2 separate regions of the Mus musculus genome follow, and region 2 is linked to region 1. A link is a contact called in public promoter capture Hi-C data. All regions are on one chromosome and are shown on one strand. Each heading gives the region's core, a stretch centred on a gene start, on an enhancer-like site or on the middle of the called end of the contact. The rest is flanking DNA. Distances are from core to core; before and after follow the strand shown.

Region 1 (2,606 bases), core at 55-2,554:
TAGGACGAAGGAAAAAAAAAAAAAAGCACCGTGCAATGGATACATTAAATAGCGTACTGTATAGACTTGCACCAAGAACAATTCGGGAAAATGTGTAACTTTTAACAGACTGAATCCTACTGAGCAGAACTAAAATAGTTAAGACTAAGTAAGAGTAAGTGCGAAGATCTCCGATTTTGAATTTTTTTTAATGTAACTTGGATTATTAAAGACGAGGTAATAGTCCTCCGATGTATCTTGACAAAAACCAGCTAAAAGACTAACGAAGAAAGTTAAAATGAAAAAGAAGCCGTTATTTCACTATAAAAAAAAGAAACACCCAGACAAAAAGCTTTCTCTTTAGCTCCACAAGAAAAGAATATTTCAAGGCTTTTCTTTTTTAGTGACAAAACTCTGTATGAAAGACCAAACAATCCCAAGCATCCTCAAACGGGCAGTCTTTTGTGTTTGCAGCATTAAGGCAGAGAGCATGCAGGGAGCCCTCACTCAGACCTTTCCTGCCCGTTCCTTGCCTACATGCCTACAGCTTCTCCAAAATCCCAAAGAAAACAGAAAAGTCAGGAAGGCAGGATGTGTATGAGCAAGGCTACCGCAGAAGCTGATCAAAAGGCACACATCTGGTTAGGTTTTTCCAAATATGTCGCACGCTCTAAAGCAGGTAGTGCTTCTCTCTCTGCAGAGAACCTGACCTCTCAACACTGCCCAATCATGTTCCTCACCCAAAAGCCTTCTGTAGCCCGTCTCTGCTGAGCTCTGTGCCCGCTTCGTCCACAGCAGCTCCCGGAAGCCGAGAGCCAGGGGCAGGCCTCCTGCTTTAGGCCTACCCGGCCTGCACGAGCCTCCCACTCCCCTCAGATTGTCCACCCGCCCGTAGCCACTGCGGCCCTCACCTTGCCTACGAGACCGGCCTTACCTCTCCCAGTCAAGCCTGCCTAAATCGGGCAAAGCCGGCCGCCGCCGACGGTGAGGACCGAAGGATGTTCACCACCTTCTCAGTCCCGCTGCTCCTACTGCAGCCCACCGCGCACAGCAACTCCCAGCATGCACGGCGACCGGCCGGCTTTGGCGGCCCCGCCCCCGCTCCGCCCCACCACGTGACCTGCTTTCAGGTCGGTCCCCGCCTACTTCCGTCCCTCCGCTCTCCCAGAGGAGGGAGGAGGCAGCTGGGGCTGCTCTAGAGTAGCAACTTCCTCCCTCTTCCCGCCCCCGCCCGGCTACCCCCTGCTTACAATGGCTTCCGGGTCGCCAGCGCCTTGGAGCCTTCTGGGAAAACCATCTCATTTCCTCCCCTCCCCCTCCTCCTTGCCTTCCACCAACCAGCCTCCCGTCAGAACGGGACATGCGCAGTGAGTGCCTCCCGTCTCGTCTCCCCGAGCCCCCCCTCCCCCCCAAGCAGAGAGACCCCAGCAGCAGCAGCAGCTGATGATGAAGAGAGAGGCAGTGGCAGAGGGGGGGCACCTTTTATTTCTATTTTTAAAGGGACAGGACACTAATTTTACCCCACTTCAACCTTGAATTGAGGGGGGTGGGGGGAAGGCGGCCGAGTTCCTCCCCCACCCTCCAGCTCTGAGCCCCGAGTGGGGGAATTGAGCCTGAGAGAGGAGAGGAGTTTCTTCTTCTTAGAAAAACCCCCATCCACGACTCCTACCCGCTCAGCCCTCCACACGCCTGCTTCCAGAGCCCCCTCCACCCTCCTTCTCTGTGGCCGGGAGAGAAGGAGAGAAAGAGACCAAAAGCCTCTTAGCAACACAGACCCTTGGCTGCTGCTGCTGCTACTGCTGCTGCTGCTGCTGCTGTTGCTGTTGCTGCTGCTTGGCCCTGGCTGAAGACATCTCCCTACACCGGGAGCAGCCACTTCCCCAGCTCTCCTCCTCCTCCTTCGCCTCCTCCTCCTCCACTCCCCCCCTTTATTACCCTTTGTGTCATCCTCCACAGCTCCAGGGAAGGCACTCAAAAGTGGGGGGCAGGAAAGGTAAGTGTGTCTGTGGGGGCTCCATTGCCTTCCTCTGGCTCTGACTTTCACTCCGGGGCAGCAGTAGCACCAAACCTCATACGCAGTGGAGCTCCGGGGTGAGGAGGGGGTGGTGCTGGGGGGGGGGGGAGTGAAGGAGGGGCGGGAGTGAGGAGGGGTGTGTGAGGTGGGGTGTCCACCCTGTCAGGGAAGGAAGGACACTTTTATTTTTATTTGCTGTTGTCAAAAGTGCTTTCTCCAGCTAACATCTGATTGTGTCTTGCTTCACTGGGGGAGAATACAAAAACAACCCCCTCCTTCCTCCAATGAGGCGCCAGGGAAAGAGACAGAAAAGAGGCATACTTTCTGGATGTCACTTAAAAAATTACGTTTGGAGAGATTTTTTTTTCCTCTTTCCTCAGGAAAAGCTGCCTGCATTTGTTTCTGAGTGGGAAAATGTCGGGATCTGAATTGTGTTGGAACTGCTTTAACCAGTTGTAGACCTGAGTGTTTCTCTCTCTTTGCTTGTCTGTGGCTTGGATATTGACTTTAGTGTTGAAAGACTTGACTGGTTTTACGTTAGGTGTTTAGCTTCTCCATTTTTCATTTTGTCTGAATGGCATAGCGAATTTCAAATTTTACTTCATAAGGCCTT
Region 2 (2,606 bases), core at 48-2,547, 120 kb after region 1:
TAATTGTTATTTTGAAAATAACCTTGATGGAGCAATTTTATCACTTTGATTGTCATAGTTCACATCAACATCAGGTATTTTTTGTTTAATTTTCTAATTGGAGCATCAGTTATCAAAGTGTGTAGCTTATTTTATGAATCTTCATCCTTATTACATGTTTAGACGTCAACAGACAGATATGAAAAGGGACTGTCTACTAATTTGGTTTTTGTTTCTATGATTAAACACAGAACAAAGAACAAGATGGGGAAGGAAAGAGGTTCTCTTACTTACAGAGCCTGATCATAGATGGCCACAATAGAAGTCCAGGCAGGAACAAGAACAAGAGAGGTTCCCTACTGGTTCGATCCCATGCCTTGCTCAGCCTTCTGTCCTATACAACCCAAGACCAGTTCCCCCAGGCAACTCTCAGACTGAGCCTCTCTTGTAAACAGTTAAGGAAAATAAGTATGCCCCTCAGACCCCTAGAGGCAATCTTAGAGATCCAGTCCCTCAATTTTCCTTCTTCCCAGAAACTCCAGTTTATGTCAAGTTGACAGTACTAACAAGCTTATAGGAAAAAATTAAAAGCTTTACTCATGAGTTGGAATTTCACATCTCTTAGTGAAAGTCTTTGGAGCCTGTGTGTGTAAGACTACACCATGGATATAGTGTCATGAATGTTGGATGTGTGTTGAGTTGCAACTTGGTAGATCACATAAGGTCCTTTTCTGTTTTGTAGGAACAATTCTGCCCCACCTAGAATCTAAAGGAAGAACATGAATTTTGAAGTAGGGAAAATAACACTTTTTTTAAAGATTTATTTGTTTATTTTATGCATATGAGTACACTACCATTGCTCTCTTCAGACACACCAGAAGAGGACATCAGACCCCATTACAGATGGTTGTGAGCCACCATGTGGTTGCTGGGATTTCAACTCAGGACCTTTGGAAGAGCAGTTGGTGCTCTTAACCACTGAGCCATCTCTCCAGCCCAGAAAATAACTTTTAATAACCATCTTGATGGACATAGGATGATATTCCCTTTTGGTTTCGTTTGTATTCTCTTGGTAATTAACAGATTTTTATTATTTTAATTATGTGTTTGCCATTTCCACTTGTCTTTTGAAAAATGTATATTTAGATAATTTACTTACTTTTAATATATTCTTTTTCTTGAGTTATATTAGTACATATATTTTGGAGACTAGCTTGTTCTTCACCTGTATGGTGGGAGAACTACTTCCTCCTAGTCTAGGTCATTTGTTTCTTTTGTCACAGTCTTAGTTCATACAGTCCCTCCCTTCTGGCAGTTCCTCTTTTGTTCCTTGTGGTTTTAGGGTCCTAAGAAATAATTTTCTAAAACAATGTTGTAGACTATGTAGTGTTGTTATTGCAGGTTTTATGCTTAGGACTCTTACCCAATTGTAGTTAATTTTTATACATAGTAAAGATAATTTTAAGAGATGTTATGCAGTTTTAATCTCTGCATAACCATCCAAAGCCATTTATTGAAAGTACATTTTCCTCCACTCTACATATTTGACATCTTTGTTGCTTGAGTACTTCTTGGATTTCCTACTGTTATTAGTCAATCTTCTCTTTTTGTGACCTCTTTTTCTTATAACTTTATATTTTGCAATGAAGGGGTGTCATGCTTCCATTGTAAGTATTTAGCCCCATATTTCTTATTTGATTTTGGTTTTGTCTGGATCTATACAGTGTTTAGTACTGCCTTTTCTAGACATGCGAAAGAAAATGATAATGTTTACAATGATAAATTGAATTGTGTATCACATTAGTTCTGTAGACATTCACATGATTAGTCCCTGATGATGTATGTTGCTCCATTTGTTTCTGATGATGTATGTAGCTCCATTTGTTTCTTCTTTTCTCTCATCAGTGTTATATTTTAGTCAAGGTACAGATGTTTCATATCACTGTTAGAATTATCCCTAAGCCCTTCAGTTTTATACCAAATTAGCCAGGTTACAACAGGCCTTCACTGTTTCCAAGCCATAATTACACAAACAATTGCCACCCATTGAACCCCATATTTTAACGGTATTTGAGAAATGTAAACTGTGGACACAGAAAATATATTGATCCATAATTTTGAAACAGTTGTTGCTGATTAAATTTGATGAATGAAGAAAGAAACAAAAGGTCAAGAACTATTGTAAAATTAATGCTAGATAAAAAAAAACAAAACAAAAACAAAACTGGTAAAAGTGGTTGACTCTTAGGAACTCGTTATAATTTTTATTTTCATTACTGTTGATTATGCTCAATATACTCTGTTTGGAAATTCTTCTTTTAGGTTTATTCATTTTATTTTATGTGAACTGTTTTGCCCGAGTATTAGTACTTGTACTACATGTGTGCCTGGTACTGGCAGAGACCTTGAAATTTAACTTACAGATGGATGTGAGCTATTTTGTAGGTACTAGGACTGAACCTGGGGCATCTGCATGAACAATGACCTTAGCCTCCCAGCCACCTCTCCAATCCTGCAAATTATTCTTGATTTTAATAATTTAAGTGTTGTTAGTCAATCTAGCTGAAGAATTTCTATATACTAATTATGGGTCATTTCCCCCTTGTATTTCACTTTTTTAAACCTGA

Evidence for each region. Promoter capture Hi-C pulls out the DNA fragments that hold promoters and counts their contacts.
Region 2: a promoter capture Hi-C map of the HPC-7 cell line shows a contact between it and region 1, with 2.6 times the contacts expected there. The contact joins the enhancer-like site here to the promoter of Mbd5 in region 1. A contact is called at or near these places in 7 of 39 promoter capture datasets (the 3T3-L1 cell line, 3T3-L1-derived adipocytes, the C10 cell line and 3 more), 3 of 484 Hi-C or Micro-C datasets (cortical neurons, nephron progenitors and olfactory sensory neurons), 3 of 115 datasets of contacts at active chromatin or transcription factors (the HPC-7 cell line, the SCID.adh cell line and fetal liver) and 2 of 9 other capture datasets (adipose tissue and pancreatic islet).

What each region holds. Positions count from the first base shown.
Region 1 is chr2:48,948,204-48,950,809 of GRCm38.p6, forward strand. It overlaps Mbd5 (methyl-CpG binding domain protein 5), which reads left to right and starts at 1,305. Exons shown (of 17, transcript NM_029924.2): 1 at 1,305-1,346. It overlaps Orc4 (origin recognition complex, subunit 4), which reads right to left and starts at 1,064. Exons shown (of 14, transcript NM_011958.4): 1 at 914-1,064.
Region 2 is chr2:49,066,809-49,069,414 of GRCm38.p6, forward strand. The region is part of intron 2 of Mbd5 (methyl-CpG binding domain protein 5); the gene reads left to right. Among named protein-coding and RNA genes, the nearest start is that of Mbd5, 120 kb to the left of the region's middle. Within about 2 kb of position 1,298, at least 4 of the 459 cell types and tissues checked have an H3K27ac peak or open chromatin away from gene starts, as enhancers often do. A contact at or near this core is called in the HPC-7 cell line, where this site is marked.